7 separate regions of the Mus musculus genome follow, and regions 2, 3, 4, 5, 6 and 7 are each linked to region 1. Evidence: chromatin contacts called from public HiChIP or PLAC-seq, capture Hi-C and promoter capture Hi-C data. All regions are on one chromosome and are shown on one strand. The core of a region is the stretch at or near the end of the contact, and the rest is flanking DNA. Distances in the headings are between cores, read along the strand shown.

Region 1 (3,929 bases), core at 1,012-3,511:
CCCACCTCTTGAGTGCTGGGATTAGAATGTACTGTTACACCCAGTAACTTGCTTCTTTTTAAAAAAAACAGTGCTAGGGGCTGGAGAGATGGCTCAGCAGTTAAGAGCACTGACTGCTCTTCCAGAGGTTCTGAGTTCAAATCCCAACAACTACATGGTGGCGCACAACCATCCATAATGACATCTGATGCCCTCTTCTGGGGTGTCCTAGATAGCTACAGTGTACTTACATATAATAAATAAATAAATCTAAAAAAAAAAATTAAAAACTAAAAACAGTGTCTTGCTATGCATCCCAGGATGGGTTCGAACTCACAATCCTTCTGCCTCAGGCTCCTGAGTGCTGCAGTTATAGTGTGTGCTGCTGTACACGGCCCAATACCTTTTATTCTTATATAAAGAACGGTGCCCAGGGGAGGGCAGTTATGAACTTGATCCCCAGAATCCACAGGGTGGCTCACAACCATTCAGAACTTCAGGTCTTGATCTGTTGTCCTCCTTTGAATTCTGCTGGCACCAGGTATATGGTATACATACACGCAGGCAAGACACACAAGTTCAATCAATCAAAAAATATTAACATTACATGAAAAAAGAACTGCGCCTAGCATGTTTAAGGTTGGGGGTGGGTGGGGAGGGGCAGCAGTGCTCTTCCAGCACGGTATAAGCCTCGGATTTCCTAGTGATCAGGAGGCTGAGGCAGGAAGTTCCAGAGTTGGAGGCCAGCAGAGAGCTACATGGCCAGATCTTGTCACAATAAACAAAAATAAAAACAGTGCACAGCAAAAAGAACAAGGATCCGATGAAGACATCTGACTTGGCAGACACATACTGTCCCATGGTCAATTATATGATCTAAGACTGGAGTGATAAAACATATGGATATACTGTGCTCTGCCTGTAGCACACATCTATAAGCACGCACTTGAGGTGGTTCTGACTATTCAAAGCCCCTTTGCTTGGCTTCAAAGGAAGTGAGAAGTAGATGGTGATGAATATTTTCAGTGATGATTTAGTCGAAAACTCAGCCTCTACCAGGCGTATCCAACCTTTTGATATTGTGACATGATTGTCTTCCACAAAGTTCACTATTTAGATTTTAAAAATAACCGCCAAAACAGGTCTCATATTTAAGTTCCTTGGCTTGAATGTGGTTGGACATGCCCTTCCTAACCTCTCTCTCCTGATCAGAACCGGTAAGACACTAACTCAAAAGATACATCAATACTAGCGATGATCTGGCTCTGGAGAGGCTGGAGATTTCGAGCCCTGATTACGAAGTTAGGTATTTAACAGAAAGATTCGACAACAGCCCTTCCTAATCACAGCCACGTAGAGGGATGCAGGAAGTGTGAGGTCGTTCGCTCGCACATCCTCTCTCCAGAACCTCTCCCATCAGGCTGGGTGGCCAGGTGGCTCTGAAATAACCTTTAGGAGCAGAAGGTAGGTCCGGAGGCGGGCAAAGTTAAAGGGAGTGAGCGGCTGAATTGTTCCCTGCTAGAGAGGGCGGACGTGCCTGCAGACCTGGAGCGAAAGGCTCTAGGATCCCATTGGGAATCTTCGGCCACCTCCGGTGAGTTTCGGCTCTTTCCGTCAGTTCCCGCTCGGCTCGTCACTTAGGGGCACGCTGGCGCCCACTCCTAGCCCGGCCGCTTTAGGTCGCCTTTCCCGCACGCGGACGCGAGTACGCGCCCTGCTCGTCTCGCCGCCGTTCCTTCCCGTTTGGCCCCTGACCCGCTCCTTCAACCCCTCAGTGAATTAATTCCCCGTCTCCCGCAACTCAGGCGCGCGAACCCCGCGCGAAGGGAGAGCGCCTGAGAGGAGCGGTAACCCGGCCGCGCGCCCCGGTCCCCTCGGCTCCGGTCTCCCGCGTGCGGCGCATCGGGGTCGCGCCGGCGCGAGCGCGCGCCCTGCGCTCCGGCTGGCGGGGGGCGCATGCACGAGTACGAGCGCGCGCGCACGCGCGGGCTCCGAGGCGGGGCGAGAGGGGCGAGCGGCGGCGCGAGTGCGGGCGGACGAGGGTCGCTGTGGATCCGCGGGCACTCCGGCCCCAGCCGCGCCTGCGAGGCTCTGCCGGCCGCCCGGCGGACGAGGGACGCGGGGAAGGCGGCGGTGGGGGCGGGGCGGCTCGGCGTCGGGCCTCGGGCGAGCTGGGGGAGGAGCGCGGCAGCGACGGCGGCGGCTCCCGAGGACGAGGGCGAGGAGGAGGCGGAGGCTCTTCTTTCCTCATCCCAGACCCGGGAGCGTCCGGAACGCAGAGCCCGGAACTGGGGGGACGCGGCGGCTGCAGGGAGCCCGGGCTAGGTAAGGCTGGGGGTGTTGGGTGAAGTGGGTGGCGGGGGCGAGAGGGGCCGGAGGTGGAGGGAGGGCTCGAGGAAGGGGAAAGAGGGAAGGGGCAGTTGTTGGGGGTTGGGGTACCGAGAGGAGGGGGACCGGGAGCCCTTTGGTTCCCGCAGTGTGGAGAGGGCCGCGGGTTTCTGGGGTTAAAGGGGCGAGCGAAGCACACGGGTCCGAGTTGGGGAGTTTCCAGAGGATAGGCCGGAGAAACAATGGAGTGAGGGGGACTCTGGCGAGAGCGTGTGTGCGGTCCTAGATTTCAGAAACTACGTGCGGGATCGGAAAGAATGAAATAATGGGTCGATTGAAATGTGAAGTACGGCGAGATGGGCATGTGTAAAGTCTTCTGCATTGTGTCAGGACGCAAGTGCCATCATGGGACTTAAAGGGTAGAAGGACAATTTCGGAATTTGAGAGGAAACCGGACTAGAAAAGGCAAAGAGAGGCAAAGAAATACGAGTTTGGTTTTGAATTAAACCAGAGCCTAGGATAGAGGTGCACTAGAGGGTCTTCGTCTCCTAATTCATCCAAGATGATTCTATTTTTTTTTTTTTTTAGGGAGTGGGTTAGTCTTGGCCCCTTGCTAAGGCATGCAAGCCCTTCTCCCAGTAATTTTATTATTATTATTTATAGTTCATTTTGTTGTAAGGCAAAACTGTAATATTTATTCTCGATCAGCTCAGCAGACTACTGTATATAATTTCTCCGTATTTATTGAAGCAAGAGAGAACACACTGCCGGCAGTACTCTACCATGAGCGAGGTCAGCGATACTGCGGAGTTGAAGATGTTTGGTTTGAAAAGTAATGAATAACTGTGATTTTTTTTTTCTTTTTAAATTTAAGTTGTCTGTCCTTTGTTGGAATTTTTGTTTCCCATTGAGAAATGTTCCGGCTTGAAAAAAAAATGTTCATAAACCTTCTAATTCTGGTTTTGTGCTTGGGGGAAGAGAGTTTCGGTTTTTTGTTTTTAGAAATTGTTCAGGGATGCTGATTCCTAGTGGTCAAACTGCCTCCACATTCTCGTATTTTTGAGTTAAGGTGGTTTGGGAGTCCTGTGAATAAGTATTTCAGGGTTATGGACTTTGCATTCCACCCCCCCCCCCAGACTCCCCCCTTGGGGGTGGTCTTAGTCTTTATCAGTAACCTAGGCTGGCTTGTGACCTATTGTGTAACCCCAGTTAGCCTTTGAAGTAAAGTTCTTTTGCCTCAGACTCCCAGCTGCTGGGATTACAGCTGTGAGGCTGGGCCTGTATCTTCTTTATACTTTAATTTCCAGGCCAAATTTGATACAGCACTGACTGGAAGATCACTGATTCTGAAGCTATTATTATCATTATGCATTCATAGATGTGTGCGTTAAGCTTTTCATTGGTGAGACGTGAAGTTTTGCTGACTCATCTAAACTAAAATTTCTGGGCAGTCATCCGTTTATAGTTTTCAGCTGTGTTTCTGATAGCGGGCAGCATTAGGCCACCTTCTAAATATCAAAAAAAATCATGACCTAAAATGTACCTTTAAAAATTCTTACTTATAGCCTGATGGTGGCCATGCATGCTTTTAATCCCAGCACTCAGGAGGCAGAAGCAGGCAG
Region 2 (3,929 bases), core at 914-3,413, 850 kb after region 1:
AAGGAAAGGGGGTTATATGGGTTAAGAAAAAGAAAGTTGGGGCTGGGTGTAGTGGTGCATACCTTAATCCCATCACTGAGCAGGTACAGGCAGGAGGATCTCTGAGCTTGAGGTCAACCTGGTCTACAAAGTGAGTTCCTGGACAGCCAGGAATACACAGAAAGATGTTGTCATGGGGAGGTAGACTTGTGGGGAGGGGAAGGGAGAAAGTAAGCAAAAGAAACAGAAAGGAAAGAATTGAAAGGTTAGGCCTGCAGAGATGGTCTAACCTTTTTTGTTAAGAGCACTGGTTGCTTTTGTTGAGGACTCAGGTTCAGTTCCCAGGCATGCAGGAGGGAGCATATACATGCCTGCAGGCAAAGAGCCATATGTATAGAATGAAAATAAATTTTTAAGAAAGATAAAGAGGGCTGGGCATGGTGGCACACACCTTTAATCTCAGCACTCGGTGGGGGTGGGGGTGGGGGTGCACAGGCAGGCGGATTTCTGAGTTCTAGGCCAGCCAGGTCCACAAAGTGAGTTCTAGGACAGCCAAGATCTACACAGAGAAACCCTGTCTCAAAGTGGGGAAAAAAAAAAAAAAAAAAAACAAGAAAACAAGCAAGAGTTGATGAAATGAAAACATCACTTTAAGGTGTTGTTCCAGCATTCAGGTGGCAGATAGGTAGATCTCTGTGAGTTCAAGCCAGCCTGGTCTACAAAGTGAGTTCCGGGAACAACCTAGTCTACACAGAAACCCTGTCTCAAAAAAACGGAAACACACACACACACAAATATATATATGTAAATTTTTTATTTTTTTGTTTTTTTTGAGACAGAGTTTCTCTGTGTAGCCCTGGCTGTCCTGGAACTCCCTCTGTAGACCATGCTGGCCTTGAATTCAGAAATCCGCTTGCCTCTGCCTCCCAAGTACTGGGATTAAAGGCGTGTGCCACCACGCCCGGCTCATGTTTTTTTAAATTAAAAAAAAAAAAAGTGTTTGAAACTGGAGCAATAGAGACTGGTAGAGGAAGAATAACTCTAGTAAAAATAATTAAATATTTGTATACTATTTTATTTGACTATGAAAACATAATAAAGAAGAGATCTAGGCTAATTATTTTTAGTAGAGCATTAAGCATCACAGCGGAGCATCATTATGTTAATGAGACCTGATTCCGAGGGGCTTGGGCTAAAGTTTTATCAAAGTTGTAGCGAAAGGAATCTGACTGTTCCAGCACTCCTCCAACAATACATTCATAGGGTCTTAAGATTAACTTATGCAAAATGCTTAGTAAAGTACAAGCACTGAGTAGCTGAAGAGTATCTTAGCTCCCTCTTCAGCTTTTTTTTTTTTTTTTCTAATGAGGGGCGGGAGGAGCCAGTACGTCATCAGCAGGGGCGGGTGCACTCGGTCGCTTTTTAATCGGACCTAGGTTTTTAACCACGAATCTGCGCAAGGGTTAGCAGTGCGGTGTCAGCTTTTTGGTAGAAAGTACAAATGCTTTAGTGAGCGTTTTGCACAGCCCGGCGCGGCCTCCCGGGCGTCGACCCACACGCGACACGTACCACACACTTTCGCCTTCGCCGCCACAGACGAGCCTGCCGGAGCGAAGCACGCACAGGGGCGGGCAGGCCCTCCGCCCCCGGAAGCAGTTTTCCTCCAGAACCGGAAACAGTTGTTGCTTCCCGGGAGGAGGGACTGGGCGGGTCAGGGCGCAGCGGCTGACGGCGGGGGAGGAGCCGGGTCCACTGCCGGGTGGAGGGGCAAGGCGAGTGTCCTTATCCTACCGACCGGGGCCCGGGCCTGGGAGCCAGTTGGAGTCGCGGCAGCGTGAACGATCGGGCCGAGCGGAAGCAGACATGTTGCTCTTCGTTGAGGTGAGTGGCTCGGGTCGCCCGGTCGGGCTCTGAGAAGAGCCGGAGTGTTCGGGGCGCGGGCCGGTCCCACCGCCATGTGACTTTCCAGGCCGTCCACGCCGCGGAGCCCGACGAGAGGCTGACACAGCACCTGGGCCGTGCAGGCCGTGCAGCCCCGCTGTGCCCTCCGCAGGCCCGAGGAGCCTGTGTGGGTCGAGGCCCCCGGCGGCAGGGAAAGGGAAGGCGGCGCGTCGGGGGCTGGGCTGAGGTGGCGTGAGGAGCCGAGGGAGCCGAGGGTGTCCCATATGGAGCTCCTGAAGGAGGCGAGCGGGCGGGCGGGCGGCGGGGGCGGAGCCTGCGGAGAAAGGGCGATCAGGTGGGCGCGCTGGGGGTGAGCGAGGCCTCGCGGGGCCGCCTGGGACGGAGCGAGCAACATGTGGGAGCGCGGGAGAAGGGGAACTGCGGGCGCGGTGGGGTTTTGTCTCGCTAACTGGGGAGGGGCGTGTTGTTGTTGTTTTTTTTTTTTTTTAAGAGAGTAGAAAGCTCGCCCGCTCCCCCCACCTCCGGACCCCCCAAGCTGCACCAAAATTTTGTTGGGTTGCGTCCGCCGGCTCTGGAACGTTCGAGGGGGGTGCGGGGGGAGAAAGCGAGCTGGTGCGAACGGCGAAGCCCCACAGGGGTCGGAAGCCTTGAAAGGCACCGCTCTGACCTTTTGTAAAAGTTACTCGGGCTGCGGCTGCGTGGTGCGGGTTGATTCCGCGAACCTGTTCGGGGCCAGTTACAAGGAAAATTGCAAAGGAGGAGAGAAACTTAGGTGAAGCCGGGGTTTTGTGGTGGTGTTGGATCGGTGGAAATACCGTTTCTATTGGACCGTCTACCGTCCGCCTGTTTGAGATTTCAAGGTAGTGATTACCTGTCTTAGACAAATAATGAAGTTTAATTTCTCTCGTTTCTGCCCGGTTGTGTTGAGTGAGCATCAGCTGACTGCCTGGCAAATGCTTTGAGTAGATTCCAGATCATATTGTTCTTACATTGTGAAAACGTCAATCCAGCAAAGCTGCAACTTTGCAACTTGGCATTTGTTAACTATGCCCATAAAAAGAATCTTTTCATGAGAGACGGAATCACAGGTTGTATAATGGACTTGGAAGATGGGGCTAACTTAGGGGCAAAGAGTGTTCAGAGTGGTGGTGGGAGAATCTTAGGGTAGTCTGGCATAAAGTAAATAAGCAATTCTTATTTTTCATTGTGTATATTCGTTGTACTTGGTATTGTGTTACATAAGGACATTTTCACACAAACACGTGTATTGTATATTAAGCAAATAACTGCTTATATCTTCTATACTCATTTTCCCTCATTACTGATCTACCTTTCAGTTGATAAGTTTGGGATCCTAAAAATTAGGCGTTAAAGACGCTTAATTAATGTATGCTGAAGGTCAGTAGTATGTATTCATTTGGATATTTGAAACAGTCCACTAAAAATTTCGAACAGTGGACTCAATCTTTCTGTTTATTTTGTTGTTATTAATTTAAGTTCACCTTGGTTTTGAAAAGGACAAGAAATCAGGTTTTATTGTAAGCAGGGCTTAGTTTCCTTTTTAGGAATTACCATGCCGTGCAAATATTGTTCACCCCACCCCCGGAGACAGGGTTTTTTCTTTGTAGCCCTGGCTTACCTGGCACTCCTCTTTAGACCAGACTGGCCTCAAACCCAGAGATCTGACTGCCTCTGCTTCCTGAGCCCTGGGATAAAAGGCATATTTCCAAGTTTAGACATAGTATATGCCTTTACCTCCCAGAGTGCACCTCTACTCCTGGCTCTGCTAATGAATTATTATTGTATTTTCCACCAAACTACTATGTAAATTTAGTTAATATGCTCATTAGTCACTCAGTTCATCATTTTCTCATATGTAGTTTATTGAAAATTAATGTTTTGAAATATATTAAAACCAGTTAGAATTCAGGGGGGGGGGTGGTACACATCTTTAATTCCAGCACTTGGGAGGCAGAGGCAGGTTGGTTAGGCCATCCTGGTGAACAGATCCAATTCCAGGACAGCCAGGGCTACACAGAGAAACCATG
Region 3 (3,929 bases), core at 464-2,963, 750 kb after region 1:
GGAAGAATCCTGGAAGAAAAGAACAGACCCCACAGTTCTCATCTGACCTACATTCAATGCACATGCCATGGCGCATGCGCACACGCGCGCATGCACACACTATAAATGTAAAAAAGCAAAAGAAGGAAAGAAAGAAAGAAAGAAAGAAAGTAAGGAAGAAAGAAAGAAAGGAAGGAAGAAGAAAAGAAAGAAAGAAAGAAAGAAAGAAAGAAAGAAAGAAAGAAAGAAAGGACGAACGAACTTCTCTGGGCTGGCAAGATGGCTCAGAAGATGAAAACCTTTGCTGCACAAGACTAAGGACCAGAGTTTGATCCTCAAATCCTAAGTTAGAGAGAACCAACTCCTATAAGCTGCCCTCTGACCTCCACAAGCCTACCATAGCACGATGGCTGGTATTCATGCACACACATCACACAAATGGTAATTTTTAAAATATATATATATATATATATATATATATATATATATATATATATATATATATATATATATATATATATATATATATATATATATATATATATTGAAGGTCAGGGACAGTGGAGCACACCTTTAATCCTAACATTCAAGATGCAGAGGCAGCCATATTTCAGGCAGCCAAAGCTAGATAGCCAGCTCAAGGCTAGTCAGGGATTCTCTGAAGAAGCAGAAAGAGGAAGAGAAGAAGAAAAAGGAGGGAGAGGAGGAGGAGAAGACAACGACTGAGGAGGAGTTGTTCTTTCCTGCTAACTCTATAGCTTTTTGAAGGCTGTCTAAACATGATCACACTTGGTCGTCCATAGACTAACTGGACTAGGTATTTGTACCAGTAACTATGTAGATACAAAGTAGCCCACTCACCCACTTCCGTGCCAAGGATGATCTGCCCTCCAAAGGTCAACGTCTTAAAAACATAACCTCACAGTCTTCGGCTAACTTGCAAAGTCAACAGAACCATTTGGATTAGGCAGATTTTTGAGAGCTGGAATTAGTTGCAAGACAATAGCAGATCAGTATCTCTCACCAGGATCAGCTAAACTCATTGTTGTGAGCACCAATAAGAAGGCTAGGACGGGTGCCAGATGGTTCGCTCCTAGCACCCACGACTTCGAGCTCCAGTGTGTGTGGCCAGGGGTGTACAGTTACCTAATATTAACACCTACGGATGCGAGTGAGCAGTGGATCCCAGCTCAAGTACACCATAGCGATTTGGGAAGGACACAGCAAGTAGGAACTGTTCGGAAGGATGTTAAGTCTTAACCAGAGTTCATCTGGAGGAATGGACGGGAGAAAAATTGGAAAAGGAACGGCCGCGTGGAAGAAGGAAAGAGTGGCAGGATTACCTCCCTAAGAGGGTGTTTTAACTTTTGATGAAATGCCACTTTCCCTCCATCCCGTGCGAGACCAGGGGCCCAGGCAGCGAAGTCTCAGTCCCTTGGACTTCCCAGAAGGGAGGGCGGAGCATGGGAGGCTCCTCCAACGTGGACCCCAAGGGGTGAGCCTCCTGCTCCTGCTACCCACCGCCTCAAAATACGCGGGGAGAGTGCGGGGCTCAGCAGGGTCTCCGCGCGCATGCAGGCTGCGGAGGGCGAGGCGAGAGGAAGCGCTTACCTGACTAGAAAGCCGTCGGGGCTCGGCGCTGCACGGCCACGGTCCTGCGCTCTGTCTGCCCAGCGCACCTGTCGCAACTGGGCTGCAGCACCTTCAGCTCCGCGGCCCCGCCCCGGCCCCGCTCAGAGCCCCGCCCCCTGCCGCGGAGGCGCGCCCGTCTCCCGCCTCCCGCGCGGCCTTGGAGCGAACGTGCTCGCTCCCGGCGGCGTGTTCAACTCGTGACCGGAGCGTCGCCCTAGTAGCGGTGGTGTTGCAGGAGGCGTGGCTCCTGTGTCAGCCTCCAACTTGGTCGTGTCCCCTTTCTGGCTCACCCTATCTCTCTCTGACTAGAGATTGCAGCAGTTTGATCTGAGACTCACCCAGAAATCTGGTCTAAGTGCAACTTCAGGGAAGTTCCTGGTGCTGTCGGGGTAAGTTCTGTGGAAAGGTATTTTAAGAGAGGCCATGCCCTGTGCTGCAAAGAGCTGCCAAAGAGGCCTGGCTCAGACTACATTGGATCACTTCACCTCAGTGGACCTGAGTTTCCTCAGGAAAGGATAGGATTAGATAAGAGTAGGTGGTGTCCAAGTTCTCCAAGAGCTATGGGTTTTGTTTGTTTGGTTTTTGGTTTTTTGTTTTTTTCAACAACGGGTGGTTTTCCTTCATTTTCTTTTGAGACAGAGGAGGGTCATCACATGTAGCTGAGATTAGCCTGGAACTCACAGTGTAGCTGAAGTGATCTTTGAGCTGTTGGCTCACAAAACTGCCCGTAACTCCAGCACCTGGGGAACCTGATACCATTTTCTGGCGTCCGTGAGGAACTGCACACACATCACACACTCACACACATATACATACTAATAAGATTAAATAAAAGTCTTTTTTAAAAGAGGCTCTAAGAGAAGGGTAGTAGCACACACCCTAGAGTGGGCTTGCACTTCTCAACAGTGTCTGCAAGACCTGTTTCTGTTTCTGCACTAGGAATGTGAGGGTCTGAATAGATCATGAGGAGACATAGCATGTGGCCATCCAGCCCTCAGATTCTTGGCTCCACCACCATTCCTCTCTGCACGAAGCCTTTTGATAGTATCCTTTCCTGAGGTCTAGTGACATACCAAACGAAAGGAATTCTGAGGCTTTTCATGTGAGTGTTGATTAGTATCATAAGGGCCAGTGGTAGAAAGATTTGTTCAACTCCTAAAGCAGTCACTGGCAAAGGGCACAGGACATGTGGCCTTTATCCTGGCAACTGAGGTAGGATGGTTGCCTTGAGTCCCTGGATGTCCAGTGTTACAGAGTGAGAATAACCCAAAAGGAACAAAACAAGAAACCTACAAAAAGCTGTTGATGAACAAGTTTTAAGGAATTGAGCCATTCACCAAGGATAGAATATCATTCAAAAATCTAACCTAGACTGATTTCTGGATAAATGTACTAAAGAAGCAAATTAACTTTATTCGAAGATTAAAAGGGTTTTGTTTTTGTTTTTGTTTTTTTAAACGGGAAATCAGCAAACTTCTCTAACAGCTTGGGAAAGGAGCTTCATAAGCCGAACAAGGAAGTAATGATATTGGCTTTGCTTTATTTGATACGGTCACATGGCAGCTCCCTAGTTATATAACCAATTGACTGGTTGGCTATCTGTGAATGGCTGTCTCGATTCAGAATTAATCAGTTAGAAGGACTTTCTGGTACAAAAATAACCTTAGGCTAATGGCCTGCTTATTTTGTGTTAACACCATTAAACATGAATAATCCAAGGCCTGAGAACTGGTCACCACCCACAATGGGCCCTCGTACCCTTGATCACTGATTGAGAAAATGCCTTATAGCTGGATCTCATGGAGGCCTTTCCTCAAGGGAGGCTCCTTTCTCTGTGATAACTTCAGCTGTGTCAAGTTGACACACAAAACCAGCTGGGACAGGAGAATGTTAAAGAGGATGTGTTACCAATATGGGACCGGACTTCAACAAACTCACTCTGTTGTATACGGAATCCCCTCAATAGAAAACACAGGACCGAGCCAATTAGGAGTCCATTCTCCACAACAACAGCAACAGCAGCAACAACAACAACAAAAATGTGTAGCCTGGGGGCTGGTGAGATGGCTCAGTGGGTAAGAGCACCCGACTGCTCTTCCGAAGGTCAGGAGTTCAAATCCCAGCAACCACATGGTGGCTCACAACCATCCGTAACGAGATCTGACTTCTTCTTCTGGAGTGTCTGAAGACAGCTACAGTGTACTTACATATAATAAATAAATAAATCTAAAAAAAAAAAAAATGTGTAGCCTGTGTTGGGGTTTTGGCTCTAAATCTTGTTTCAGCCGCTTTCCTACTAGACCACTAACTTAACTCCC
Region 4 (3,929 bases), core at 626-3,125, 650 kb after region 1:
CCTCCAGGGAATAGTCTCCAGCCATCTGGGGGAACCCTTTAGAATTGGAATATATACTCTGTGTGTGTGTGTGTGTGTGTGTATGCCGATAGCAGAGGTAAGTCACAAAGCTTGTTATATATCTGTATGAGAAACAAAGACTATTCTTATGACAATGGAAAAGTGTATTGGATTGTCTCTTTTCTTGATAGTTCTTGCATTTCATTTTCAGCCCTCACTATGGAAGAGAATAGCAGGATCCAGTTTTCTCCTAAGCCTGCACCTCCACCTCCACCTCAGGGATACTTAAGATAATGATGGTTATCTTGAAAAACTGTAAATTCTTGGGGGCCCAGAAAAGACTTTGAGTTTCACTTAATCTATTTATTATATATTTACTTTTTGCATCTGAGTGTCTGGCATAGCACTTTTAGAAGAGATAAATAGTATTACTAAATACAGATTAGTGACTAGCTGGATATAAGAAAAAAAACCCTTGTAGACAAATCAAAGAAGTAATCCAAAACAGATACTTCTGAGTAATGGATTATTTTGTCTAACCACATCTCCACACTAGAAAAGGAATTCTGGCATCAGTGTCGTGTTTGTTCTAGATAAGGTTTTTACAGAAGGCGTCTCTGCCTACGAGGAAAGTACTTCCTTGGAGTTTGAGTAAGCTTTATCAAAAACACAGCTATGATTGATCCTCATTACAGATCGCATCAGATCCTTGAAGAACAGTGTCTTTTTGGCAGCAGATAAGACTAGCCCTTTGAAGAACGGGGTGGGGGTGGGGTGGGGGGGATCTTCTGCCCAGAGCATGTAGCTGGGCAAAGTATGTTGTGAATACTACCACCTTAGAAGCTGGTTCACAAAGCTGTTTCCAATAAAGTCTCAGGCTCCATCGCCTTCAAAATGACCACTTCTCCCATCTCAGGCTTCCAAGGCCCGTTCAGCAGTTCCTCTTGACACCTTCCCCAAATGTTGGAAGCCTCAGGCTTCACCACACCCTATCCTAGCCAGACGTCTGCTGTCATACTAACACGTTCACGCGCTAACAAATCAGGGCTTGGGGCCTAACTGATCCTGTTGTTTCAAACCCCAGAAGTAAAGTAACTTTAGCAAACATTACATCTCATGCATCCACCTACGTCGCTCGGAAGCTCTGGCGCTTGCACTGAACCCACAAGCTTCCAGGACCCCAGCTAATTCTGGTTCTCCCAGGCCCTTCCCGTTCCTCTCGCCGGGCACTGCGGGAGCACGACTCACTCTTGGGTTCCTGGAGATTGGGAGGCAGCCTTCGAGAGCTCCATGCGACTCTGTGATCTGCACTTCTGAGGCCCAGCACTCCCCTCGATTCTCTCTCACTCGCCCACACCCTAGACTCGCGCGGTCTGCGCGCACGCAGGCTCCAGGGGCGCGTCGCCGGGCTCCGAGCATCCCCGCCGCGGCCCGGGCTCCCCGGCTCCCCCGCCCCGCCGCCTCGGCTTCCGGCCCTCGGTCTCCGGCCCAGGCGTCCCGCCCCTACCCCCCGCCATCCCCGGCCCCGCGCAGCAACGCTCACCGCTCAAACAGCATCCTCACGGAGAAGATGCACACTGCCAGCGGGAACACCGACAGCACGTGCTGGGCGCGCGGGTAGCCGTAGCCGTCGCCCGGGCCCTCCAGGTCCGCCCAGCTCACGTTCTGAGGCAGCCAGAAGCTCTCGCTCCACAGCCAACCCCACAGGAGGCCCAGGGTTTCCGCTGCTGCAGTCGCCATCTTACGCGCGCCCGGCGGCCACTGCCGCCACAGCCTCGGAGGCAGTCAAGGCAAAAGGAACCCGCTGGGAGGCGGCCCCGAGGCGGGGCCCGGCCTACGGCCACCCTCTTCCGTCCCTGGGTCCTCCCAGCCGCCCAGCCCGCCTCTCCCGCAAGGATGGCCTCCTCCCCGCCCATCCCGCCTTCCCGCCCACTTCTCCGTCGCAGCAGCCCAGGCCCCTCATGTGGGTCCCGGCCTCGCCCCGCGTGCCCATTTCTTCTTGGCCACGCCCACCTGTCCTGGTCACGCCCCTCACCTGCAGCCCGAGCCACGCCCAGTTTCTTTCAGCAGGTTCGACATCACCATGGTCACACCCCTACCTCAGGCTAGTTTCTCCCTTTTGGAAACACTCTTCCTAGTCCAGCAGATTCAAGTTCTTTCTGGCTCCCGGCCCGGCTATACGTTCCTGATCATCACTTACAGTCCCGGTGTCCCAGCCAGCCGGCTGTGCTGTTCATCCTAGTTGATTCCTCCTCCTCCTCCTCCTCCCCCTCCTCCTCCTCCTCCTCCTCCTCCTCCTCCTCATACTCCTCCTCCTACTCCTCCTTCTCCTTTTTTGCACTTCCTTGATCTCCACCCCCCTCCTTGGCTTTAGGCCTTAAAAGTTACCTTCACTTTTTCTCAGAGAAAACACAAGGCTTTGAAATATCTTTACATTAAAAGCCTGTAATTCCAGCCTCCACTGTAATCCCACTTGGGGCTCAGGGTCGTTCTCTGCAAGTTCAGGGCCAAAATGAACTTCATGAGACCTCCCCATCCCACCCCCATTCCCTTTTGAGTGTCTGTGGGAGGTAGTGTTTCACAGCTGACGGCTCCGCACTTGGGTGACCAAAGGGAGAGAATTGTCCCTTCCTTTTAAGACCAGTTTGCATACAGTACAGGACAAAAGGTTCCTCCTCTCCCCTCTTGAGGCAGAAGGTAATGGGGGGAAAAAAAAGCAACAAGGCAAAAGGAAAATAAATGACCGCTAGTTTTAATGACATCTGTCATGTAGCAGTTTATGAAGGAATAAACTGAAGTCCAAAGAGGCAGAATAGTTTGCCCAAAGTCATATAGACCAACAGCTGTAATTAGAAAATAATTAGAGGGGCTGGTGAGATGTCTCAGTGGGTAAGAGCACCCGACTGCTCTTCCGAAGGTCTGGAGTTCAAATCCCAGCAACCACATGGTGGCTCACAACCATCTGTAATGAGATCTGACTCCCTCTTCTGTAGTGTCTGAAGATAGCTACAGTATACTTAGATATAATAAATAAATAAATCTTAAAAAAAAAAGAAAGAAAATACTTAGACTCCAGAACTCTCATTTCCTTATCTTACAAACCACCTCAACTTTATTTTTTTATTTATTTATTGTTTCCAGCCCGCTTGGGCCCAGATCGCTTTGGCCTATTTATTTATTATATGTAAGTACACTGTAGCTATCTTCAGACACCCCCAGAAGAGGGGATCAGATCTCATTACAGATAGTTGTGAGCCACCATGTGGTTGCTGGGATTTGAACTCATGACCTCTGGAAGAATAGTCAGGGCTCTTATCTGCTGAGCCATCTCTCCAGCCCCCCACCTCAACTTTAAATGGTCAGAGCAAACCTTGAACTCTTGTAAATCTACCTAAACAAGGAAACAAACCAGAGACCAGGCAGTTTTCAGAGGACTAAACTGTCCTTCAATTGCCAGAGAGCCCTGAACATTGGTTAAAACTTAGCTACAAGGCTAATAGCCAGGAACTAACTGGGGACAGCGGTGATGGTAATCTCAACTTACGGTCTGAGGACAACAGATAAAGGAACTTCACAACTAGTAGGGTATGTTTAAAGTGTGAGGTGAGGGCCAGTCATGAAAGAGCCACCCAGTGAGGACACTCAAAAGTGTTCCTCACCTGAGTGCTTCTCAGACGTTAGCCTTATCCCATGCCGCATATGGAGAGTGTTAGGAGCTTTCTGGGCCCAACCAGAGATGCTCTGAACAGAACCCATGGGAGTGGACTTAATTGACTTTTCTGTTTTGGTGTTGCAGATTGAACCCTGGCCTTACGCATGGGAAGCACACTCGCTGCAGCTGAGCTACAGCCTCAGCATTGCTTGCTTGCTTGCTTGCTTTAGGATTTATTGGTTTACTGTATCTAAGTACACTGTAGCTGTCGGCATCA
Region 5 (3,929 bases), core at 578-3,077, 540 kb after region 1:
ATGCATTTTCCATCAGTGATTCACATAATCATTGAAAAACAAGGTGAAATAAATACAACCTTCATCATAAGGATGAAGAAACTGAAGCTTGGACTGGCCAAGGGTCCTGCCGGTGGTATTGCGTGGTGGGGTCAGGTCCTGTTCTTGGAGCCTGGATACCTGATTCATGCCTTTTATCTTTCCCCGGACTACTCCTGCGGCTGTTCATTGGCCTCAATCAGTCCTCGCCTGCCGCCACCTCACCTCATCACCTTCCTTCCCTCCACCCACGCTGCTCCCTGCTCCCTCGGTAACATCCCAGGTGATTGAAGCAATTTGCAGCCATTAGAAGAGGCTCCACGTGTCGCTCAGCTTGTGGGGTTTGCAAAGATGTTACAGATGTTCCAAGATGGTCCTCCCCTCCCCCGAGGACATTGGAGAGCCTGGAACCAGACTAGACCCAGGGCTAGAATCATCACTTAAACCCCGTTTGCGACCCTCCTAGAGTAATTCCTAGTTTCACAGGCCGCCTCCCCCATTGCCCTTTAAGTGGAGTTTAAGTATCCGAGAGAGTGCTGTCACCTGGTGGCTGCCCAGGGGCATGGCAGCCCACCAGCAGCGCTTGTGCCGTTGGACAGCTCCCCAGCCGGAAGGCGAGATACTATCTTTATTTTGGCAGCTTGGCGCTCTGGGTCCTGCTGAATGGACCTCAATCTCTCACCAGACCTAAACCCCTATCCCTGGAGAGACATCTTCACTGGTTTCTAGGGTACCTCTTACTCCCAACCCCTCACAAATTCTCATCAGCTTCTTCCCTCTATGTCAGGTTCATTCCTCAAACTCAAACCCAGAACCATGTCCCTGAGACCTGCTTCTCACCTTCCTTCTCTCAGAGCTTCACCAGCCTGTAAGTGGAGCAAAGGAGCTGCAATGGATATAATTCTGATCTTGCATCACACACACACACACACACACACACACACACACACACACCACACCATCATCTGACACCATCAGACCTCAACAGCCTCTGTGTTAAGAGCTCCTAATGAGCATCAGCAAATTAACAACTTCCCCTTGATTGCTCCTTCTCTGCTAATTGGATAGGGAGGGCCCCCCCCCCAAGGCCTCGGAGAAAGAAAGAGGGAGGGAAGGAGAGAGGTGACAGCTACAGGAGCAGCCTCCAGGTTTCAGGACTCAGATTTCTGGTCCATCCCAGAACACACTCCTCCTTGCAGCCTTCATTTTGTATCTTTTTCTTTTTCCCTACTTCTGCCCCATCTGCCCTCACTTCTGGCCATGTCTCTTTTCTTCTCTCTGTTCCTCTCTGCTTTATAGATCTGCCAATGAGGCACTTGCACACGGGCTGCTTAAGAAATCCACTGATATACAAATGGGGTCTGGGTGGCCAAGGGTATTTATATATGTGCATGTGTGTGGGTCACATGAAGGTGGGAAGCAGGAATAAGAGCAGGTGAGTGAATGTGTACAAACAGGTAAGTGCTCGTGTGAGGGTCAGGCTTCAGGGATGTGTAGGTGTATGTGATGTGTGGATGGCTGAGTGGCAAGGTAAGACTCCGGTCTGAATGTGCCTGTATCTCCACACAGGCAAATGCTTGAATCAGTCAAGTGTGACTGTGACTCGGAGTGTGTGTGTGTGTGTGTGTGTGTGTGTGTACACGTGTGCATGTGCCATCAGAGGAAGCAGCAGCAGCAAGAAGCAGGAGCTTCGATCCGAAGGAGACAACGTGGGGAGGGGGACGCTGGGGGCAGACACCCTCCTTCCTGCGCGCACACGTGCGCGTGCACACACACACACCCCATAGTCACACACGCACACACACGCGCACACACACACAAGCCACAGGGCCTCGCAAGCAGAGAGCGGAGCCGGCTCCGGGATCCGAACGAGGCAGCTCTGCTGAGAGCGGCGGGAGGAGGCGAGCCAGCGGGGGGAGCCCTCGGTTCCGCTCCCGGGCCGGGGGCCCCCCGCGCACACCGGCCCAGAGACACCCTCGCAGACACTCGTAGGCGCGCACGCGCACCCTTTCCCCTCCTCCTCCCCTCCCGCCGCCTCCCGGCCGGACGATGGATCCCTGCAGATCCCGGGGCTGAGAGCACCGCGCAGCGCCAGCGCGCCGAGCCCCGGGCGGACCAAGCCGAGCGAGCAAGCGCGCGCGGGCGGCGGACCGAGCTGAGCCGAGCTGGCCGAGCGGGCCGCTCCCTGCAGGGCTCTACGCGGGTGCCGCGGCAGCCGGCGGCTCGGGCTCCGGGCCATGAGCCCCTCCGCCGCGCGGCGCTGAGCCCACGGACCGCCTCGCGCCCCAGGACCTGCAGCGGCGGCCGGCTTTCCCCAGCCCCCTCAGGTGGGTTTCCGACCCCGCTGCCTTGGGCCCCGGGCTTCCTGGTGCCCCAAAGCCGAGACTCTCCTCCACTGTAGCTTTCTCCAGCTTCTGGGGAGGCTCGGCGGATGGGGAGGGGGCGGGGGGCCGAGCCGGGAATATGACTGCGACGAGAAGCTGGACTGGAGGGGGTGCGTTCGGGGCGGGGATAACTGGCTGTCATAGGGAACCGCGCCCCCCCCCCCCATTCCTACATCCACCTCAGGCAGCCTACCATCCTCTCCCAAACACACACACACACACACACACACACACACACACACACATACACACACAGCCTGCGCCTATGCCTGTGCTTGTTTGAGAACTGGAGACACAGAAGGTGAGGATACAGGCAGGGCCCCTCCCCAGATGTGCCCACCTCCGGAGAGGTGGCCCTGGTTTAGCTCCTGAGGTGACAGCCTGTTCCTGGGGATACCCTTGATCAAGAGAAGAGCCCCTGACCCCTGGTTCAGCCCATTATGGGGAGTTTGATCTTGGCTGGGGTAGATATTCCTGTCCCAGAGTGACCTCACATCTGGAGGGAACTCCCATGCCTGCCTGTGGGTGCATCAGGGACTTCCCTCCTTCACTCTAGTGGCTGTATCTGGGGTCCCCCATAGTCTGGGAAGCTTGCAGACCATTCTCTCGACCCGAGCTGACCCCCCCCTCCAAGCCTCTATGTTTTAATGACTGTCATCTTGGATGGTCCCTCGTTCAAGCCACCTTTGGAGCCTGCATGTCAGGGAAGTCTTCCCTTGGACAAGCAGTGACCTCCGGTTAAGGATTTTGAATGGACATAATTGGAGGGGCCCTATATGCGCCTTCATCTCAGGACAATGACAGAGTCTTGTCTCCTCTTTCCTCCCTCTAGGATCCCCTTGGCAAGCATGGAACTGAAGACCGAGGAGGAGGAGGTGGGTGGTGTCCAGCCGGTGAGCATCCAGGCTTTTGCCAGCAGCTCCACGCTGCACGGTCTTGCCCACATCTTCTCCTATGAGCGGCTGTCTCTGAAGCGGGCACTGTGGGCCCTGTGTTTCCTGGGTTCGCTGGCCGTCCTGCTGTGTGTGTGCACTGAGCGTGTGCAGTACTACTTCTGCTACCACCACGTCACCAAGCTCGACGAGGTGGCTGCCTCCCAGCTCACCTTCCCTGCCGTCACTCTCTGCAACCTCAATGAGTTTCGCTTTAGCCAAGTCTCCAAGAATGACCTGTACCATGCTGGGGAACTGCTGGCCCTGCTCAACAACAGGTGGGCAGCTCCCATCCACCCCTCCGCATGACTTGTGGAGTAACACCGTCCTTAGCCCACCAAAAGTCAAACAGCTCTGCCCTCTAGCATTCCTTTAAACCTGCCGCTCAAGGCGGAGGGGCTGAGATCATGCCAGTACCAGTTACCTACACACAATCTCTGATTCCAGCTTAGGTCAAAACAGCTCTGTCCCCACCCAGCCTGAGCTAGGAGATGTTAGCTCTTTCCCCAGAGAGCATCACCTACCTCCTGGTACTATCCTCCTTGCCTCACTTAGGGAATGGGACGGACCACCTTTTTTTTTTTTTTTTTTTTTT
Region 6 (3,929 bases), core at 928-3,427, 520 kb after region 1:
TCCATCAGAGCTCCATAGCAGGGCACACACTGTGTTTGATTGTTAGCATCTTGTCTCCACTGAGCAAGCACTGAAGAGTTGGGCTACCACTGATCTAGTCATTCTCTTTGGACTCCGGTTTCCGGTTACTCTCTGCTGCCATCTCTAGCATGGACAGTCCCCCCATCTCATCCAGTCCCCATCCACCCCACCCCTGGGAGTTTACTTCTCAGTGAAGTCTCTTCCAGCCACACTATTTTCCATAACTCCTGGTTGCTTCTGCTCCAGAGCACTTGTCTCCACCTGATATGTTCACTTAGTTTACTGTCTGGAAAGCAAGGACTTTGCAGAGCCACTGGTATCTAGAACAGTGCCCAAGGCTTGGTGCAACAGGTTTTTTATTAATGTAGCATGGTATAAAAACCTTATATGGGGGGAAACCCAGGGGTAAAAGTCAATGTTATAATTCTATAAAGCTATCTCAAAAAACAAAAACCAAACAGAACCAAAAAAGTATAAGGCTAAGATTGGAGGGTCTGTATTTGTGGAGAGTTTGATAGAATGTCTCAGATCTGCAGCCAAATTATCTGAGTGATCTTTAGCTCCACTAACACACCAGACACCTCCTTGTGACTATCAGATGAAATTTTGGCCTGAATTACCTTTCACCCGGAGAATGGCAGCACACACCTTGAATCCCAGTGCTTAGGAGACATAGAGGTAGGCAGATCTCTGTGAGTTCCAGGCCAGCCTGGTCTACAGAGTTCCAGGACATACAGAGCTGTTACACACAGCAAAACCCTGTCTCAGAATAGAAATAAAAACAGAAACAAACACACACCTACCTTTCATCAACCCAAAAGCCAAGTTGACCAGCAGACAGCACTGAAGTCTAACACAGCATAAGAGTCCCTATCTTTACTGCACCCTGGCAGCCTGACATGCAGCCTCATCAGTCCACAGAGGTTTTAAAGGTTAGTAGAAGACAGTCTTACGTGAAATTACATGTACAATTGTGCTGGCCTGTAGCTCAGCTGATACCATGTCTCTCTAGCATGACAAGCCCCTGGTTTCTGTCCTCAACACAGCAAATACTGAGAATGGCAGATCACACATGTAATCTCCAAGTTATCCTGTAATGCCTGTAATCCCAGCACTCCAAGGACAGGAGGCTCAGAAGTCCAAGGTTATCCTTGGCTACAAGAGGCCAGCCTGGGCTACATAAGACACTACCACACATACACGGAGTCCAGTTTATTTAGGAGTGATAGAACTTTAAAAGGTAAACAGTAAATCCAATAACCTTCCGATACACTATTGGGAGTACTGCAGTCAGTCTCTCCCCCTCTTCCTCTCTTTCTTCCTCTCTTTCTGAGGCACAAAAACAAAGCTCTCATTCCAAGGGAAATGAGTGAGCCAAATATAAGTGACCCTGGCTAGTGAACATGAATCCAGAATACCAAAATACTACGTTGTGATATAACCATTCTCACTACGTTTTATAGTTAAGAACAAGTCTTAGCTTTTCTGTTGGTGGAAGCTGTTCATATAAATTAATACACCCCAAAGGGTTTCACATGCAAATCACAGAACAGTAGGTAGGTCAGTGACAGAGGTGGGCAATAAATTATTAAAAGGGGGGGGGGCCTGGAAAAAAAAAATCACCCGAGATAGGCTCCGAATTTGCAACATTCCAACTCTCCACAACTAGGGATGTTCTAATGAGCCTTGTGGGAGACAGCCTAGAAGGTAGAGGCTCTCCACGTCAGGCCGCCGGGTTCCCCAAACACCTGATTTCTCCCTCAAAAGAGACTGTTCCTCGGAAAAGGGTATGAGGGGGCTCTCCCCGCCATTCCCACGCCCGGCACTGGGGCTCGCCAAGACCACCTTGAGGGAACCACACCCGCACCCGGCCGGCCACGCCTCAAAAGGACGCCCCGACTTTGCAAGGAGCGCCACGCCGAGAGCAGCCGGGTCCCGCCGCCCCCTCCCCTCGCCCGCCTCCCCGCCGCCCGCTCGCTCGCTCGCTCGCGACCTCGACCGGCTTACCGAGGCTCCCGGCCCCGCGCACACGCAACCCCGTCCGGCCCGCGGCGCTCACTCTCCGGCCGCCGCGCCCCAGGAGGGCTGCTGTCTACCAGCGACGCGCCTCACTAACGGCAGTGTAAAACCGCGCCGCCAGATCCGGTTCAAAATCACGCACCAGCCAATCACAGAGGAGCTCATAATCACGAAGACGCAAGTGTCAGGGCCAGGGGGCGGGCGCAAAACGGAATGGGCATGCGCATTACATTAGCGAGACGCCCGAAAGGCGGCCATTTTGACTAAGGGCACACACACAATTTTGCGGGAGTAGTGGGTGTTTCGTGGCCCGTGTAGGACTCACATTCCAGGCTCCAGCTTCCTTTCTTGCAATTATCCTAATGACCTGTTGACTAATTGCATATTATTTCTTGCCTCCTGTTTCCCCACGCAGTCAAATAGGACCCTTGGAAACTAATAACTGAATAGTTTTCGGGTCTCACTGTAGAATAGGAAGAATTCCAGAAGGAGACAGAGCAGCAATCATTTTAACCATATTTACTGAGCTATAATTATCCCTCCATTCATTCACGCATTCATTCAGACTTCTATTTGATGCACAGTAAGTATGCCAACTTCATAGCAAGCACTCTGCTAGGAATCAGAAAAAAATACCGATCATGTGGTCTCTGCTTTCCAGTAGCTATGAATGGGGGAAGACAGCTCAAGAAAACAAATAGAAATGCAAAATGAAGTGTTATAATTCCATTTAATAAGTGGCACTTAAAATTTGGCGTCGTATTGGTACAGAGGCTTTGAAACTTTGAAAGATCTGGACCCAACATCAGAAATGCCTTTTACGTACACCAGCAAACTATTCATCTTAATCTATTAGTGTGTTCCCAATGTTTCTGTTCCTTTTTTTGTTATGTCTCTGTGTTGGTGTCCCTTCCTTCCTGAATTTACTAATTACTGGTAGGTGTGGCTACTAGCAACTTGACAAAATACTGGCTAGCTAGAGTTTACTAGAAACAGTGATCCAGGTACACCCCTTTAACCCCAGCACAGCAGAAGCAGATTTCTGTAAGTTCAAGGCCAGCCTGGCCTGCCTCAGAAGTCTAACCACCAAGGGAACTGAGCCCTTCCTCGAACTCTTTACAACCGTGGTATTTTCAAAGGCAGTTCTGGGTGGGTGTGGTGGCACACACCCGAAACCCCAGCACTTAGGGCGTGGAGGCTGAGGGATTAAGACCAGCCTCTGCTACTTAGTTTCACACCAGCCTAAAACAAACAAAAAATCAGATCCAACCATGGCTCTTCCTTGCTGAAAACCATTAACCGTTTCACTTCTCCTCCTTAAAAAAAGATCAGGGTCTTTAACAGGGCTCCCCTAACCTGGGCTTCCGGGCTCTCCAGCTGCCCCTCCTGACTCCCTCCTGTCTACAGGTCCTGAAGTGCACCAAGCTACTCTTAGCATCCAGCGCTTGCAGAACTCTTGCTGTTCCGTCTGCCCCAAACATCCTTCCTGCCCATTCCCCCAACTTCATTTGACTAAGTCCTATCTGTCCTTTGGGCAACTTGAATTATTATTATTATTATTTTAATGCTTTCTTCAAAGGAGTCTATGCTGCCTGCCTCTGTGTGCTTTTGCTATAATTTCTAGCTCCCTTCCTCCTCTGTGTGAGTTACCTCATCGTTTTCTGATTCTTCTAGTTACTTTTGTAGGGCCTTCCACGTGCTGTGCTTTGGCTCAGGCATCTATAAGTGGAAACAATGTCTGACTCTCGGGGCCTTTCAGACATCCTTGTAAAATGAAGCACATGTCCCAGTACCAAGTATCTGCTCAGTAAATACCCCCTTGCTTTGCTGGCCAGTCCATCGGCTTCCAGAGAACCGCAGTAGGACTCCTTTGATTTACTGCTGCATTT
Region 7 (3,929 bases), core at 606-3,105, 520 kb before region 1:
GGACACAAGTGGGGCTGGACCTGGGAAGGGATTGCCCAAGGAGGCTACAAGCCCCTACTCCATGCAGAAACACTCACAGGCCCCACTGGGCACCTGAAGTGGTTCTCAGTTCTGAGACACTGCAGATGGGCAGAGAAGCAGAGTTTTCTCTACTATCCCAGGAATGTGGGGACCCCATGGGGTGGAACTGAAGCCAGGCACCTTGGTGAGGTAGGAGGCTGGCAGTTCCGGCCTCCCAGACCCAACCTCCCCCATCTATCAGGCACAGGGCTGGGCCCTGGGCGCCAGGCCAGCTGAGAGCAGAGAAGAGTCACACACCCACCTTCTGGCAAGTCTGACGGAGTTGGGGGGGGGGATACCACATCACTCCTGAGCATCTTCTCCCCCAGAAGAGCAGTTCACCCCAAACCCCCACTTCTCAGGCAACCAAGAAGAGAACCTAGGGCCTAGCTAGCACAGAAGGGTCTGTCCCTTTAAGAGGTCTGACAGTGCCCTGCGGGGACTCTGCTCCACAACAAACTAGCTATAAAGTTACTGTTAAAAAGGTATGTACTGTTCCAAGCAGGGAAGGGCATGAAGCCCAAGTACCCAGCTCCTCACCCCAGGAGCCCCAAGCAACTTTCTCTTTGTTTTTGAGGCCATGGTGGGCTACAGGCCACAGCTTCTGGCAAGGAGCAGAAAGGCCTTGCTTATGGAAGCTTTGCAAAACTACCTACAGCTGCTTCTTCGTAGGAGTAACAACAGGGCTTGAGTCTCAGAGGTTACCAAGAGGTCAGGGAGACCTGCACATGGCATGTCTACTGACCTAAGCCAAAGAGCTGAAGACTGGCCTGTGGTGACACACTACAGACCTGTTCCTCGTCAATGCTCACTGATACAAGTCCCAAGCAGAGGCTAGCCCGTGAAGCTTGGCCTGATCGATCTAGACATGGCTATATCGATACTGTGTCCCTCCATCAGCAAGTTCTCTTTCCCACCCTCACTCTGTCACACCTACCTGCTTCCAAAGGAAGGGGTCGCTGCTGTTGAGCTGCCAGGCCAAAATCAAATGCAGAGTAGAGAGGCCCAGGCCGCTGAGTACTGCGGCTCGCATGCGAATGGGAAGAAGAGTGTAGGTGATGTAGACGAAGAACACGGGGCACCAAAGGCCCGCCGAGGGGCTGTGTGGATTGGCTGCCAGGGCACCCCCGACTTGCACGGCTGCTAGGATGCCCAGGACCACATAGCTCACCACCCACATGGAGTCCTGGCGGAAGCTGTGTCGGTTACACACCACCATGAGTACCACAAAAAGGACAGAGGCACAGGTCAGCAGGGCCACGTAAGCAGGCTGAGGCTGGGCAGGCGCAGCGTGGAAAGTCAACAGTACAGCCATGAGCAGCACCAGCACCGCCATGAGCAGCGTGAGGCTGCTCTGGTTCATCTGGAAGAAGTACCGCTGGTACAGCCGCTCCAGCTTGGCAGAGCGGAACTGCTTAGACTGGAACACCTGCACAAGCCGGTGCCAGCAGGACGGACCGCTCCGAGGCGATGTATCCGGTGCCACTTCAGCTGTGCCCATCGGTGTGGTCACCTCAGTGTCGTCAAACCCCAAGGCCACTGACCGCAGCCCCAGCTCCACACCCCTGCCCGGGCCCGCCCTCCTGATGAAGGCTTCATCCTGCCAGGGGCACCGAGTGTGAGCTGCAGGAGTGGGGCTGGGTGGCTCCGCATTCTTGAGGCAGCTCATGTAGCGAGGTGCGCAGAAGCCACTGGCTCGATTCGCGTGGCGTGGGCGCTTCTGCCCATTGCGTTCCCCCCAAGCTGTTTTCCGTTCATCCACTTTGGGAACCAGGAGGCCACTAAACCATGACATGCTGCTGGGAGGAGAGACAGGGAATGGTATTAATACCACTGCGTGGCCACAGCCACCATAGTAGCCTGTGACCTGAGCGCTTCCTACAACTCTGGTCTTCATTCCCACCATCTTCCCCCCCTTCTCCCTCTTGCTCCAGCCCTGCTTGCTTGCTTCTCGTTGTGGATGGTTGTGAGCCACCATGTGGTTGCTGGGACTTGAACCCATGACCTCCGGAAGAGCAGTCAGTGCTCTTAACTGAGGAGCCATCTCACCAGTTCCCATTCCCACCGTCTTGATAAAACTGCCCCAGGAGAGGCAGCTGCACCCCCACTCAAAGGTAAGGAACACAGACACATGGAAAAGACCCAGCAACCATATAAGTAAAGGATCTGAGAGCTAAGTTTTTAAGAGCACTCCCCATACTTCTGAAGGACTCTGGTTCAATTCCTAGCACCCACAAAGCAGATCTTACAACTGTTTATGGCTCCAGCTCCAGGGGCTTTGACTTTCTCATGCAAACATGCATGAAAGCAAAACACCAATGCACATAAAAGCATATTTTAAAAAATTGAGCTGGGTGTGGTGGCACACGCCTTTAATCCCAGCACTCGGGAGGCAGAGGCAGGCAGATTTCTGAGTTCGAGGCCAGCCTGGTCTACAAAGTGAGTTGCAGGGCAGCCAGGGCTACACAGAGAAACCCTGTCTCAGAAAAGAAAACAAAACAAAAACAAACTACACACAAGCCTAATACATCTTGTCAACAGAATATGTTCTGCTGTGAACTGTTGATCGTTGACCTCTACACAAAAGGGATTCTTTCCATATCCTTCCTTCCTTCCTTCCCTCCTTCCCCCCTCTCTCTCTCTCTCTCTCTCTCTCACACACACACACACACACACACACACACTCTTCAGCAAACTAAATTCAATTTCTCCCACAGGTCACAGTTTAAACGTTACTTCCTCACGGAAAATTTCCCAGCCCCACCCCTAAGACTACGTTTGGTCCAGTTTAACCTCTGTTCATCTCCTCCACAGTACTTATTGCCATTATAATTAAATCATTTCTCGTTTAACGTACGCCTCCGTCCCGGGGACTACAAGCTTTGTGCATGTAGAAACTATACCTATTTTTGTCAGCACTTCATCTCCAGAGCTATTGGGGCTAACAGTAGGTGCTCAATAAACGTAGGAGCAAACAATAAGGAGGAAAGGAGGGAGGGGAGTGCGGCTCAGTGGTAGAATGCCTGTTTAGAACACACAAGGCGTTGGGTTCCACACTTAGTATCACAAAGAGCTGGGTGGAGAGCCGACAAGGAGAAAGAACATGAATGCTTTAGAGCAGTCCACATGGAATAACTAATAACCCAGCTAATTCTGACAGTCCAGGTCCCGTGTCTTCCTCATCACACCTGTCACACCAGCCTGTCTGCTGTTCCCCAGTATGCCAGGCTCTGCCCAGGCTGGTACCCTGGTACTTGCTGTTCCCAACTGGAATAGGAGCTCCTTTAGGTCACAGCCCAAGTCCCTTATCAGCTCTGCTCTCTCACAGCCTTTTAAAATAGCAACTCCCTTTCCTGGGGCTCCGTATCTCCCTCCCCAGCTTTATAATTTTTCTCTCTCCCCGCAGCTCTTATCAGCAACTGCCGTTCTATAATTTTCCTTTTTCTTATTTGCTCGTCGGCACTCCTAACAGCCGTGCCAACTTGGGAGAGCCAAAGATTTGGGTGTTTGGTTGTGTCCTGTGGTGCCCGCTGCTCCTCAACGTTTGCTGAGCGGATGGATGGCCGGCCACTAGCTATATTATATTTTCTCTCTGTCGTAAACTTCCAATATCTTTTCACATGCCTAATTTCATGTCTTCTTCACCAAAGGCCCGTGAAGCTTGTCCTACGGCCTCCCAGGGCAGATTTGAAAGAGAAAAACAAAAACAAACAAACAAACAAACAAAAAACGGAGAGCTGACATCCAGAGCAGTTTTCCATGTTTCACCCTGGTCGTAAAGACACCGGACAACTAAATCGGACTAAGATCCTACATTTTCAGAAAGAACACGCCTTGGACTGGGTGGATGACACCATGACAATCACCTT

What was found. Promoter capture Hi-C pulls out the DNA fragments that hold promoters and counts their contacts. HiChIP or PLAC-seq counts read pairs in DNA pulled down with a chosen protein or histone mark. Capture Hi-C pulls out chosen DNA fragments and counts their contacts.
Region 2: a contact with region 1 is called in an H3K4me3 HiChIP or PLAC-seq map of embryonic stem cells, with 8 read pairs. The contact joins the promoter of 2310068J16Rik here to the promoter of Spats2 in region 1. A contact is called at or near these places in 3 of 39 promoter capture datasets (hippocampal neurons, liver and pre-B cells), 1 of 484 Hi-C or Micro-C datasets (embryonic stem cells) and 1 of 115 datasets of contacts at active chromatin or transcription factors (embryonic stem cells).
Region 3: a capture Hi-C map of macrophages shows a contact between it and region 1, with 6 times the contacts expected there. The contact joins the promoter of Lima1 here to the promoter of Spats2 in region 1. A contact is called at or near these places in 6 of 39 promoter capture datasets (cranial neural crest, frontonasal cranial neural crest, hematopoietic stem and progenitor cells and 3 more), 1 of 484 Hi-C or Micro-C datasets (embryonic stem cells) and 1 of 9 other capture datasets (macrophages).
Region 4: a contact with region 1 is called in a promoter capture Hi-C map of liver, with 2.8 times the contacts expected there. The contact joins the promoter of Cers5 here to the promoter of Spats2 in region 1. A contact is called at or near these places in 4 of 39 promoter capture datasets (hematopoietic stem and progenitor cells, hippocampal neurons and liver) and 1 of 9 other capture datasets (pancreatic islet).
Region 5: a promoter capture Hi-C map of liver shows a contact between it and region 1, with 2.3 times the contacts expected there. The contact joins the promoter of Asic1 here to the promoter of Spats2 in region 1. A contact is called at or near these places in 2 of 39 promoter capture datasets (both in liver) and 2 of 115 datasets of contacts at active chromatin or transcription factors (embryonic stem cells and stem cell-derived neural progenitor cells).
Region 6: a contact with region 1 is called in an H3K4me3 HiChIP or PLAC-seq map of bone marrow-derived macrophages, with 2.7 times the contacts expected there. The contact joins the promoter of Racgap1 here to the promoter of Spats2 in region 1. A contact is called at or near these places in 2 of 115 datasets of contacts at active chromatin or transcription factors (bone marrow-derived macrophages and embryonic stem cells).
Region 7: a promoter capture Hi-C map of embryonic stem cells shows a contact between it and region 1, with 4 times the contacts expected there. The contact joins the promoter of Adcy6 here to the promoter of Spats2 in region 1. A contact is called at or near these places in 4 of 39 promoter capture datasets (the C10 cell line, embryonic stem cells, liver and 1 more) and 2 of 115 datasets of contacts at active chromatin or transcription factors (embryonic stem cells and pancreatic cancer cells).

Annotation. Positions count from the first base shown.
Region 1 is chr15:99,124,584-99,128,512 of GRCm38.p6, forward strand. Spats2 (spermatogenesis associated, serine-rich 2) reads left to right here and starts at 2,262. Exons shown (of 13, transcript NM_139140.1): 1 at 2,262-2,304.
Region 2 is chr15:99,971,124-99,975,052 of GRCm38.p6, forward strand. 2310068J16Rik (RIKEN cDNA 2310068J16 gene) reads right to left here and starts at 2,164. Exons shown (of 1, transcript NR_028124.1): 1 at 1,044-2,164. Larp4 (La ribonucleoprotein domain family, member 4) reads left to right here and starts at 1,657. Exons shown (of 16, transcript NM_001024526.2): 1 at 1,657-1,860. The coding sequence starts at 1,843.
Region 3 is chr15:99,873,743-99,877,671 of GRCm38.p6, forward strand. It overlaps Lima1 (LIM domain and actin binding 1), which reads right to left and starts at 1,714. Exons shown (of 11, transcript NM_001113545.1): 1 at 1,591-1,714.
Region 4 is chr15:99,770,640-99,774,568 of GRCm38.p6, forward strand. Cers5 (ceramide synthase 5) reads right to left here and starts at 1,876. Exons shown (of 10, transcript NM_028015.2): 1 at 1,544-1,876. The coding sequence starts at 1,740.
Region 5 is chr15:99,668,550-99,672,478 of GRCm38.p6, forward strand. It overlaps Asic1 (acid-sensing (proton-gated) ion channel 1), which reads left to right and starts at 1,828. Exons shown (of 12, transcript NM_009597.2): 1 at 1,828-2,345; 2 at 3,235-3,612. The coding sequence starts at 3,251. It overlaps Gm34880 (a long non-coding RNA gene), which reads right to left and starts at 1,307. Exons shown (of 4, transcript XR_875662.3): 1 at 859-1,307; 2 at 1-200.
Region 6 is chr15:99,649,479-99,653,407 of GRCm38.p6, forward strand. It overlaps Racgap1 (Rac GTPase-activating protein 1), which reads right to left and starts at 2,178. Exons shown (of 17, transcript NM_001253808.1): 1 at 2,029-2,178.
Region 7 is chr15:98,602,877-98,606,805 of GRCm38.p6, forward strand. Adcy6 (adenylate cyclase 6) reads right to left here and starts at 1,856. Exons shown (of 21, transcript NM_001368413.1): 1 at 998-1,856. The coding sequence starts at 1,855.